Regions from separate parts of the Pan troglodytes genome. Here all the other regions are linked to region 1. The links are chromatin contacts, called in public Hi-C and HiChIP or PLAC-seq maps. All regions are on one chromosome and are shown on one strand. Each heading gives the region's core, a stretch centred on a gene start, on an enhancer-like site or on the middle of the called end of the contact. The rest is flanking DNA. Distances are from core to core; before and after follow the strand shown. Region 1 holds the start of ABCA2 (ATP binding cassette subfamily A member 2). Region 2 holds the start of TMEM141 (transmembrane protein 141). Region 3 holds the start of RABL6 (RAB, member RAS oncogene family like 6). Region 4 holds the start of EDF1 (endothelial differentiation related factor 1).

The links. Hi-C and Micro-C count contacts between places; a contact is called where the count stands out from the background. HiChIP or PLAC-seq counts read pairs in DNA pulled down with a chosen protein or histone mark.
Region 2: a contact with region 1 is called in a Hi-C map of stem cell-derived neural progenitor cells, with 3 times the contacts expected there. The contact joins the promoter of TMEM141 here to the promoter of ABCA2 in region 1. A contact is called at or near these places in 3 of 7 Hi-C or Micro-C datasets (blood, induced pluripotent stem cells and stem cell-derived neural progenitor cells), 1 of 1 datasets of contacts at active chromatin or transcription factors (stem cell-derived excitatory neurons) and 1 of 1 other capture datasets (stem cell-derived neural stem cells).
Region 3: an H3K4me3 HiChIP or PLAC-seq map of stem cell-derived excitatory neurons shows a contact between it and region 1, with 2.8 times the contacts expected there. The contact joins the promoter of RABL6 here to the promoter of ABCA2 in region 1.
Region 4: an H3K4me3 HiChIP or PLAC-seq map of stem cell-derived excitatory neurons shows a contact between it and region 1, with 2.3 times the contacts expected there. The contact joins the promoter of EDF1 here to the promoter of ABCA2 in region 1. A contact is called at or near these places in 1 of 7 Hi-C or Micro-C datasets (induced pluripotent stem cells) and 1 of 1 datasets of contacts at active chromatin or transcription factors (stem cell-derived excitatory neurons).

Annotation. Positions count from the first base shown.
Region 1 is chr11:1,422,580-1,425,092 of NHGRI_mPanTro3-v2.0_pri, reverse strand. ABCA2 (ATP binding cassette subfamily A member 2) reads right to left here and starts at 1,254. Exons shown (of 48, transcript XM_016962210.3): 1 at 847-1,254. The coding sequence starts at 1,239. It overlaps FUT7 (fucosyltransferase 7), which reads right to left. Exons shown (of 2, transcript XM_016962214.4): 2 at 2,305-2,513.
Region 2 is chr11:1,665,087-1,667,599 of NHGRI_mPanTro3-v2.0_pri, reverse strand. It overlaps TMEM141 (transmembrane protein 141), which reads left to right and starts at 1,259. Exons shown (of 5, transcript XM_001162853.7): 1 at 1,259-1,401; 2 at 1,688-1,754; 3 at 1,924-2,007; 4 at 2,228-2,335. The coding sequence starts at 1,348.
Region 3 is chr11:1,648,784-1,651,296 of NHGRI_mPanTro3-v2.0_pri, reverse strand. It overlaps RABL6 (RAB, member RAS oncogene family like 6), which reads left to right and starts at 1,255. Exons shown (of 15, transcript XM_016962178.3): 1 at 1,255-1,666. The coding sequence starts at 1,537. It overlaps CCDC183 (coiled-coil domain containing 183), which reads left to right. Exons shown (of 14, transcript XR_010148528.1): 11 at 1-20; 12 at 143-215; 13 at 318-414; 14 at 920-1,089. It overlaps LOC107976827 (a long non-coding RNA gene), which reads right to left and starts at 920. Exons shown (of 3, transcript XR_001721107.3): 1 at 609-920; 2 at 177-311.
Region 4 is chr11:1,591,145-1,593,657 of NHGRI_mPanTro3-v2.0_pri, reverse strand. EDF1 (endothelial differentiation related factor 1) reads right to left here and starts at 1,259. Exons shown (of 5, transcript XM_016962184.4): 1 at 1,068-1,259. The coding sequence starts at 1,145.

The DNA of each region.
Region 1 (2,513 bases), core at 5-2,504:
ACACGACCGAGCCACCTCCCCGGAGGCCGCAGCGCCGGCAGGCGAGGGCAGGGCCCGGCGGGGAGGGGGCTCGGGCCCGCGCCGCCCCCAGCGCCCGCCGGGGTCTGCGCGCGCCCGGCCGTCCGCACGTGCGCGCGGGGAGCGCGCCTCTGGCCGCGGTGCGCGCGGCCTCGGGCTGAGGGCGGGTGCGTGGGGTGGGCTCACCGGGCTCCGGCGTTTGAGCGTCACGTTCTTCCAGAGCAGCAGCTGCAGCTGGTGCAGGAAGCCCATGGCGGGGCCACGCTCCGCCGCCTCAGCGCCGCGGCCCGCTCCTCTGCGCGCCCCGCCGGGCCCCGCAGCCCGCCGCGCCGCTGGGCATCGCCCGCGCGGGGGCGGGGCGCTCGGGCGTCCGGGACCCGATCCGCGCTGGCTCCGCCCCGGCGGCCGCGGCGACAGCGACTCTGCCCGCGCCCCGCCCGCCCCCGCTTAAAGGCGCCGCGCTCCGTCCGCGCCCGCCAGGAGGCGCCCGCCGCCCGCGCCGCGCCCGGGACCGACCCGGGCCCGAGACCCTGCGCGCGCCGCCGCCGGGAAGCCTCCGGGCCGCCCCTCGCCGGGCGTCACGCGACGCGCCCACATCGAATCCGAGACCCCGGCTTAGCCTTCGTAGGCCGGGGGACCCTCGGGCGCTGCGCTCTTCTCCCAGAGGCATCCGGCTGCGCCCACCGCGCTGGCGACTCTGCAGAGGCGCCCCAAGCCTTCACTGTCCCCGGGGCGCGCCGAGCGGACGCTGGCGAGGGGCCAGCTCACCCCCGTAAGGGTCTCCTGTGTGCTTTGTAAACCAGCACTTGGAGTCCAGGTGGTGCCCACCTGGAAGGGAGGCAGGGCGGCCAGGTGGGTCCGTCCCGCGATTCCGAGCAGCCAGCGGAAGGGGGGAAACCCGAGGCCCCAGGAACGCTCGCCGTGGGCGGAGCAGGCAGGGGACCGAGGCGGCCCCTGCTGCACGCGGCTCATTTTTCTCCCCGTATTCGGGCGAGTCTGGTCTCTGCACAGGGAGTTCGGGATCAGGCGGTTCTGCGGCTGCGGCTTGGCACCTGCTGGGGCGCCCCGGGAGGTGGGGCAGTTCCTCCGCGTGGCCTGTAGAGAGCGACAGAGGACAGGCTGACCCCATGGGTGGCTCTGACGGCGCTTTCCAGACTCAGTTTCCCCAGCTGTGAATGGGGTGGAGTAGGGCTGTGTGGTGTCCAGTGTCAGGGCGCACATAGAAGGCGCATCCTCAAGTGAATGAAGACCTCCGAGGCCACAGCTCCCCACTCCTCCCAGCTCCTTTGCAGCAGGAAGGTGACCCTGGGCTAGTGAGTGAGGGATCAGCTTCCCACCCCAGCCCGCAGCCTCAAGGCACTTGCTTTTCTCTGCTCAGTCCACAGGGCTGGGTCAGGGCAGGAAGCTACCAGCAGGTCTTTCCCACAAGCCACAGCCATGGGTGAGGGGGGCTTCCTGCCCTCAACCTGCCCACCCCTACCTGGGGTAGGGACAAGCCCTGTGCCCCAGCCCCGGCGGCTTAGCCTGTTGGGGCCCTGGTCAGCACCACCCGTGGGTTGGCCTCTCTCCTCCTCGCCCCACTCTCCACCGTCCACTACAGGGGCTCCCTGGCTGCAGCTGCATCCCCAGTGCCTCCCCAGCACTGGCCACCAGAGGGAGCTACAAGGCACAGGTCAGACCCTGTCACCCCAGACACCCTCCAGCCTGCGGGCCTGGGAGATGGGCGCTTTCAGCCTGGCCAGGCCTCTGACGTCCGTTCCCTACTCTTCCCCAACCTTGGCCTGTTTTGGTTTTTGTTTTGAGACAGGGTCTCATTCTGTTGCCCAGGCTGGAGTGCCGTGGTGTGATCACGGCTCACTGAAGCTTCAACCTCCTGGGCTCAAGCCATCCTCTCACCTCAGTATCCCAAGTAGCTGAGACCACAAGCGTGAGCCACCACGCACTGCTAATTCTTGTGTTTTTGGTAGAGATGAGATTTCACTACACTGCCCAGGCTGGTCTCGAACTCCTGGGCTCATCGCCTTGGCCTTTTGGGGGACACAGAAGGCTCTCTGATAAGGGGCCGTCTGGTGGAGGCTGTAGGAACTGGGGTAGCCAGTGGGCAGCCCGGCACAGGGAGGGCTCTCAGGCGGAGGGTGAGCAAAGGCCCCGAAGTCAGGCGACAGGACCCCCCGTGGGGAACAAGCAGCCCCATGGCCGTGGGGGCGACATGTCAGGGGAGGGCAGACGCAGGCTCTGTGGCCCTGCACGGAGGTGACCCATGAGACACGGGCCAGACCCACGAGGCACTGCTCAGACGTTTATTGTCCACCACCCTCCCTCCCTGAGCCCAGAACAAGCTGGTTTGCTCCCCGTGGTCTCCTGGGCCCCGCCCCAGCCTACACACAGGGACCTCAGAAGTATGGACGTGGCAGGGACCCGTGCCTGTGTCTCGGGGACCACAGGGCCTCTGCTACCGAGGAAGCTCGGGGTCCCAGGTTTGGCCCCCACAAACC
Region 2 (2,513 bases), core at 10-2,509, 240 kb before region 1:
CCGCCTCCCAGGTTCAAGTGATTCTCCTGCCTCAGCCTCCCCAGTACCTGGGATTATAGGCACCTGCCACCACGCCCGGCTAATTTTCGTATTTTTAGTAGAGACGGGGTTTCACCATCTTGGCCAGGCTAGTATTTAACTCCTGACCTTGTGATCCACCCGCCTCGGCCTCCCAAAGTGCTGGGATTACAGGCGTAAGCCACCGCGCCTGGCCAAGATTTCATCTTTTTACCTCATATTTCTTAGGAATTTAATGGTTATATGTTGTCTTTTTTCCCATGCCTTTTGGCTCAAGCAACACGTGTATCAGTGTTGACTTTTTCTTTCTTTGATCTAGTTAAAAAAAAAACCACATAATAATTCTTTGAAGAAAGGAAGGGGTTAATTTTTTCCCCTAGCACTTTCTTGAAGATCAAGGACTTTATCGATGAAAAAGTAGTAAATAGTTATTTGTAACCTGTGTGAAGCAGCAGCCTGACTTGAAGTCGTCCGTTCTTGCTAATGGTTACACCAGTGAATACTAGTGGAATTGTTTGGGCTGATTTTAGTTTCTCTTAATCAAAATTACTAGATGATAGAATTCAAGAACTTGTGCATGTTATTACTTGGTGTATCGATAATTATTTAAAAGTAAAGACTCTTTGTCATGCAAAACAAAAGGAGTTTGAGGCTCAGCTACTAAGCTGCTGGTTACAGAACCACTTTGCTAAACAGTAATTTTATACATCCCCACTCCGTGGTGGCTTATGAGAAATTCAATCCCTGATTGTAGTCCTCAAGCAAAATAACTCTTGACAATCATTAGGCCTCTGCAAGTGTGGGAATGAGGCCCGGCCGGGGGGAGGAGCGCACGCTCTCAGCCACGCCCCGCCCGGTGCCCGCCTTCGCCCCGCCCAGTCGTCGCCGGAGGTCACAGGGCCCAAGCTCCTAGAGGCGTGGCCAGGCCCCAGGCCCCACCCCTCTCCCCTGCGCTCTAGCAGGCTCGATCCATGCTCCGCCCCCAATCCAAGGCCCTGGCCCCTCCGCCTGCACCTGGCAGGCCCCGCCTCTTAGAACCCGACACCTCCGCCTGCGCAGGCCCGCTCCCCGGTCCTGTCTCTCAGGCCCCGCCCCCAGGTCGCGTCTCCAAAGTCCCGTCCCTCAGGCCCCGCCCTCAGGCCCCGTCTCCTAGGCCCCGCCCCCTCCGCCTGTTCCAGCGCGCGCCCGTCCCTAGGCCTCGCCCCCAGATCCGGGCCCCACTCCTCCGCCCGCAACTGCGCAGGCCTGTCCTCTAGGCCACACCCCCAGGTTCCCGCCCCGCCCTTCCGCCTGCGCCTGCGCAGGCCCGCTCCCCGAGCCCTGCCAACCATGGTGAATTTGGGTCTGTCCCGGGTGGACGACGCCGTGGCTGCCAAGCACCCGGTGAGAAGGCCGGTCTGGGACGCGGGCCTCAGACCCCACAAGCTGACCTGAGCGAGACGGGGGGCTGGGGCGTGGGGGTGCCTTCGTCAGGGAAGAGTGGCGGAGGCTGGGGGCACTCTCTTGCTAAGGGGCTCAGGGCGTCCGGGTTGGCATCGGGGAGGTGGGACGTGTCCAAGTGCCCAGGGTCTCACTCCTCCACAGCCAGGGTGTGCCCAGAGGAGGGACAGGAGAGGCGGTGAAGGAAGAGGGCAGGGGATCGAGCCTTCACCCGCCTCTGCCACCCCAGGGACTCGGGGAGTATGCCGCATGCCAGTCACACGCCTTCATGAAGGGCGTTTTCACCTTCATCACAGGTAGGCTGCGTCCAGGTGTCCTGCGGCTGGGAGAGAACGCACCCTCCTGCCCTGCCCTGGCTCCCCAGCAGGGGGCGCCAAGTCACCTGCCCGCAGGTGCTGGGGGCCTGGCAAGGTGGGCCCTGGCCATCCCCGGGTACAGGTTGATGGGGACCTCGGCTCTTTGCAGGCACTGGCATGGCCTTTGGCTTGCAGATGTTCATTCAGAGGAAGTTTCCATACCCTTTGCAGTGGAGCCTCCTAGTGGCCGTGGGTGGGTACTCCAGGGCCCCTGCCTGGGCTCTTTGAGGGGTGGGTTTCTGCTAGGGTTGGGGCTGTGGTTCTGCGTCCCTGACTCTGACGTGGAGCCCCAGGTCTCGGCGGGAGCCCCACCTGAGCCCACCCACCACGTCTGTCAGGAAGTAGCCTGTGCCCGGTTCTCTTAGCCTGGGAAGCACAGAGGCCCCAGCCCTCTTCCATTTCCTGCTCCACAGTTGCAGGCTCTGTGGTCAGCTACGGGGTGACGAGAGTGGAGTCGGAGAAATGCAACAACCTCTGGCTCTTCCTGGAGACCGGGCAGCTCCCCAAAGACAGGAGCACAGGTGAGAGAGCCTGGGGGTTAGCGAGAAGTGAATGCCACAGCTCCAGCACCCAGAGTTTTGGGCAGCCAAGCCTGGGTGCACCATGCGATAGCCTAGACAAGGTCCCTCCCTCTGGCCCAGCCTCCTCAGCATGTGACTCCCAGATGGGTTGGAGCTGGGGGTGGGCGCAGTAGACAGA
Region 3 (2,513 bases), core at 6-2,505, 230 kb before region 1:
TCACCTTGCCTGCGACCCAGGTACCAGGAGTGAGGCTGAGCTGCCACACACCAGGTCCCTGGGCAGGGCCAGAGGGGAGATGAGACCCTCCTCCCGGCCTACAGAGAGAAGTGGTGCTCTCCGACACCCTCGATTTGAACAGCAAGCTGGCGTACTGCGAGGGGAAGCTCACGTACCTGGCTGACAGAGTGCAGATGGTGTCCAGGACCGAGGAGGTAGCCCCGGGCTGGGAGGAACCTGCACAGCCCACGTCCCCTCAAAGCTGACAGGCTCCCGTTCAGAGTGTCTGCACGGCTGAAGGGGGCTTTGCCCTGCAGGGCGACACAAAGGTGAGGGACACCCTGGAGTCCTCGACTCTGATGGAGAAGTACAACACTAGGATCAGCTTTGAGGACCGGGAGGAGGATATGATCGGTACAGGCCCCGGAACTGGGGCCCGGGCTGCAGGCGGGTGGCTGGAACAGAGGTCGGGGTGGCGCCGGCTCCCATCCCACCGGGACATCCTGGAGGGACAGCGGGGCTACAGGATGCATCAGTTGTACCTGCAGGACTTTAATTGATGGAGGTGACTTAGTGATGCCATGGGGAGGCTAAAGCCACTGAAATACCTTGTTAATTTCTCCGAAAGGAGGAGGCATGCCATGCCAGACAGGCCCGGAGGAGAGGCACCAGGGCTGGAGCAGGGAGGAGCGCGGGGAAGGCCTGGGCCGGAGCTTCCACTGGGGGTTCTGCGGGAAAGGCTAGGCAGGGCAGCGTGAGCCGCTGCGAATGGGCTGGGCTGAGTCCTCCCGGCACGCTGGGGCTGTCCCTGGGGCAAGGCACCTGGCCCGGGTCGGTGGAGGGCGGGGGCGAGAAGCGGGTCGGGCGGCTGCGCCTAGGTGGGGTAGCCCCGTGTGCGAGCCGCCGCCTCCGCCCGCAGACACCTTCCAGTTCGCCGACATGGACCACAGCTACGTCCCTTCGCGCGCCGAGATCAAGAGGCAGGCGCAGCGGCTAATCGAGGGGAAGCTCAAGGCGGCCAAGAAAAAGAAGAAGTAGCCCCGCCGCCCCGCTCCCTGCTTTGCTACACAAATAAACATTTTTCCAGGACTGCTGCGGACGCTGGGGCGACCGGGGTCTCGGAGAGCAGCACGGGACACGCAGGATCGGGGGAGGTTCTGCGTAAGGAGGTAGCCCGGGCCGGGAACTGCGCGCCAGAACCGCGTGCGCATGCGCCGACCGCGCGCGCCGCGGCCCTCGCGGCGCCCCGTAGCCGCGCGCCCCTCCCGTCCCGCCGAGCCGGCGCCAAGATGGCGGCGCTGACGCCTGGAGAGCGGCCGCGCCGGAGGCCGCGGGGGCCGGATCGGAGCAGCCGCGGCTGAGGTTCCCGAGTCGTCGCTCGGGGCTGCGCTCCGCCGCCGGGACCCCGGCCTCTGGCCGCGCCGGCTCCGGCCTCCGGGGGGGCCGGGGCCGCCGGGACATGGTGCCAGTCGCACCCCTTCCCCGCCGCCGCTGAGCTCGCCGGCCGCGCCCGGGCTGGGACGTCCGAGCGGGAAGATGTTTTCCGCCCTGAAGAAGCTGGTGGGGTCGGACCAGGCCCCGGGCCGGGACAAGAACATCCCCGCCGGGCTGCAGTCCATGAACCAGGCGTTGCAGAGGCGCTTCGCCAAGGGGGTGCAGTACAACAGTGAGTGCGGCGGGCCGGGGGGGCGCGGGAGCGCCGCGCGGGTCTCCGAGCCCAGGCCCAGGGCGCCGCGCGGTGGTGGGTGTCGGTCTCGCCTGCTTGCCGGTTGTGGGGTGCGCTGGGCCCGCCGGGCGCTCCGGGAGCGGGGGCGCGGGCCAGGGGACGCGAGGAGAGGCCAGGCCAGGCCAGGACCGGGTCCTCGCGGCCCCCGAGCCGCGGGTCGTTTCCCAGCCGCACTCGCCTGCCGCGTGTCGCTCCCGCCGCGCTGTGCAGTGGAGCGGGTCGGCGGCGGCGGGGTTGGCCCGGCTGCCCGGCCCGGGGGTGATTACATAATGCCAAGCAGGGCCCGCCGGCCCGGGGCGCCGCGCCCCCGACGCTCCACGGTGCCCAGCCCCGGGCACCACTCACCTGCAGGAGGTGCGGGGAACCCAGCCGGCCTTGGCGCTTTCAGCGGGATTTTTCTTTGTTGACTTCCTACTGAGTTTGAAGACAGAATATTAGCTACGCCACACATTCTCGCCTTTTTTTTTTAAGAAGCGTTTGTAAGAGACGTATCTAGAAAAGCTCCAGAAGGCACGGGCTGACTTGCGACTGTAGGAGACATCCCATTTCTCGTAGGAAGGAGGAGTCATTTACGGACTCCTGAGTGCCTGAGACGCTCCATTCCTTTGTTACAAATTGTGTAAATTGTCCTCGACCTCTTATGAGTTTTTCTATCTTGCGGGCTCTTTCCCAGTAGTTTTTGAAAGCTTTTATGTGGTTCCCTGTTTTGACATTGCTTCCCTCTTAGCCATTTCCGTATGTTTCTATGAGGTTTTAGGACGCTACGCCTATCCAGTTTTTTGGTCAC
Region 4 (2,513 bases), core at 10-2,509, 170 kb before region 1:
CCAGAGCCCCAGCGCATCCTGGCCCAACTGGCCTCAAAGGCTTCAGCCCTAGGCCACCTGAGGGTACGAATGAGGCAGAGGCGGTGACTAAACTGTCCTCCCTATTACATCAGACTCACAACTGACCCTCGGATCCATCAGCCACATTGGTAATCTCCTTCCACAAGTACTGTTCAGGGCACGCCCATCTTCCACCTGTGCAACAGGGTCCACCTGCTCATGGGGTCCCCTGAAGCAGGCACTCTCTACAGCCTGTGATGCACCCAGGCAGGCTCCCTGGGCAGTATCTGACCAGCGGAGACCAGTAGAACCAAGCAGGTCCCAGGCAGAGAGAAAATTCTCAGGGAGGAGCCTACCCCCTGTCCCCAGCTCCCACTCAGGTCACTAACCTCTGCCCCGTCACCCAGTCTCCCGCCCCAGGCCCTCAACTGCTGTCCAATGGCCCCCAGCCCTATCCCAACCCCAATTCCCCACCCTCATCGCTGGTTCCTGCAGCTTGCCCCAGTCCCCACCCCTGTCCTAAGCCCTGTACCCCACTCTACCCTGTTCTTCCAAGCCCTGTCCCCATCTCCATCCCTGCCCCCGTTCCCAGTGCCCACCCTGGTTCTCTGTCCCCTATCCTCACACAAGGCCCCCAGCCTTGTCCCCGTCCCCGTCCCCACCTCCTGCCTCTGTCCTCACACCTGTCCCCACCAACAGTCCCTGCCCCTATCCCCTCCCCGCCCCACCCTGGCACTGGTCCCGGCCCTATCGCCTGCCCCTTGCCCCGTCCGGTTCCCTGCTCCTCTCCTCCTCCAGTCGCCCGCCCCCTGCCTCCTCGATCCGCCCATCCCCACCTGGGTCCGCCCCCCACCTTCCCACCCCTGTCCTGGCCCGGTCCTCCTACCCCTGCGATTCGCCCCGCCCCTCGAACCCCGTCCTGCCCCCGGCACCCCAGCCTTGTCCCCGTCCCCTGCGCCCTGTCCCAGGCCCCGCCTGCCCTTCCCCGAGCCCCTTGCCCCACGGTCCGTGGCCCCGGCCCAGCGTCCGCCCCGCCCGGCCCGGCCGCTCCTCAGTCAGCAAAGCACCTGCTTGGATTTGGCCTGGGCGGCCGTAGGGCCCTTCTTGCGCAGCACCGTCACCGTGTCCCAGTCGCTCTCGGCCATGGCGGGCGAAGACGAGCGTCCGTCCGGCGGCTCAGCGGCAGCTGCTAGAGACCTGGCGCGGCGACGCTACGTCCCCTCGGCACCTCCCCGCTTCCGGCGTCCCATTGGCTGGCTGCACGCGGGGGGCGGGCACTTCCCGTGCTCGGGGCCATTCGGCGTTCGGCTCGTCTGAGGGACGCCGTGGCCGGGCGCCGGCGACGTGGGGAGGGCGACGTCGGGGCCTGGCCTGGCCTGGCGAGGCGCGATAGCCGCTGGGGGTGCAGGTCGGGAGGACCCCGGAGCCCGGGCCCCGCGGCTTCCGAGCACACGAGGGCGGCGGCTGCGCCCCGACGCGCAGCCCCCGCGCCTCCCCGGGCCCCGCACCCCGGCCGGGCCACGCGGGCGGAGGGGGCGCGGGGTCTCCGCTCTAGCCGTGCGGCCGCCCCCCTTTGTTTTGCCGCCTGCGCGGCTGGGACCTGCGCTCGAGGACCAGGGCCGTGGGGCCCGAAACGCAGCGTGGGGTGGGACACTTTTTTTTTTTTTTTAACTTTTATTTTTTGAGATGGAGTCTTGCTCTGTCGCCCAGGCTGGGTGCCGTGGCGCGATCTCGGCTCACTCCGTCTCCCGGGTTCATGCCATTCTCCTGCCTCAGCCTCCCGAGTACCTGGGACTACAGGCGTCAGCCACCACGCCCGGCTAATTTATTTATTTTATTTTATTTTTAGTAGAGACGGGCCAGGATGGTCTCCATCTCCTGATCTCGTGATCCGCAGGTGGGACTCTTTAAGAAAAAGAACGCAGGCCGGGCACGGTGGTTCACGCCTGTAGTCCCAGAACTTTGGGAGGCCGAGGCGGGCGTATCACCTGAGGTCGGGAGTTCGAGACCAGCCTGACCAACATGGAGAAACCCCGTCTCTACTAAAAACACAAAATTAGCCGGACGTGGTGGCGGGCACCTGTAATCTCAGCTACTCGGGGAGGCTGAGGCAGAAGAATCAGTTGAACCCGGGAGGCGGAGGTTGCGGTGAGCCGAGATCGCGCTGTTGCACTCCAGCCTGGGCAACAAGAATGAAACTGCGTTTCAAAAAAAAAGAAAAAGAAAAAGAATGGAAAACTGTGAAAACATCGGTTGCAAAAATGAATGGTTTTGCATGATGTTTATTTTCTGTAATGTATAAAGTATATATGTTATATGACAATAATTCTGTAATACCCTATTTTCCAGCCGTTTTGTATAATGAGAAAGGTCATTATACATTATTATTGAACAACTTTTTTAGGATTTTTATTTTTATAGACAGGGTCTCACTCTGTGGCCCACGCTGGAGCACAACATTGAGATCTCAGCTCACTGCAGCCTCGACGTCCTGCGCTCAAGCGATGGGACTA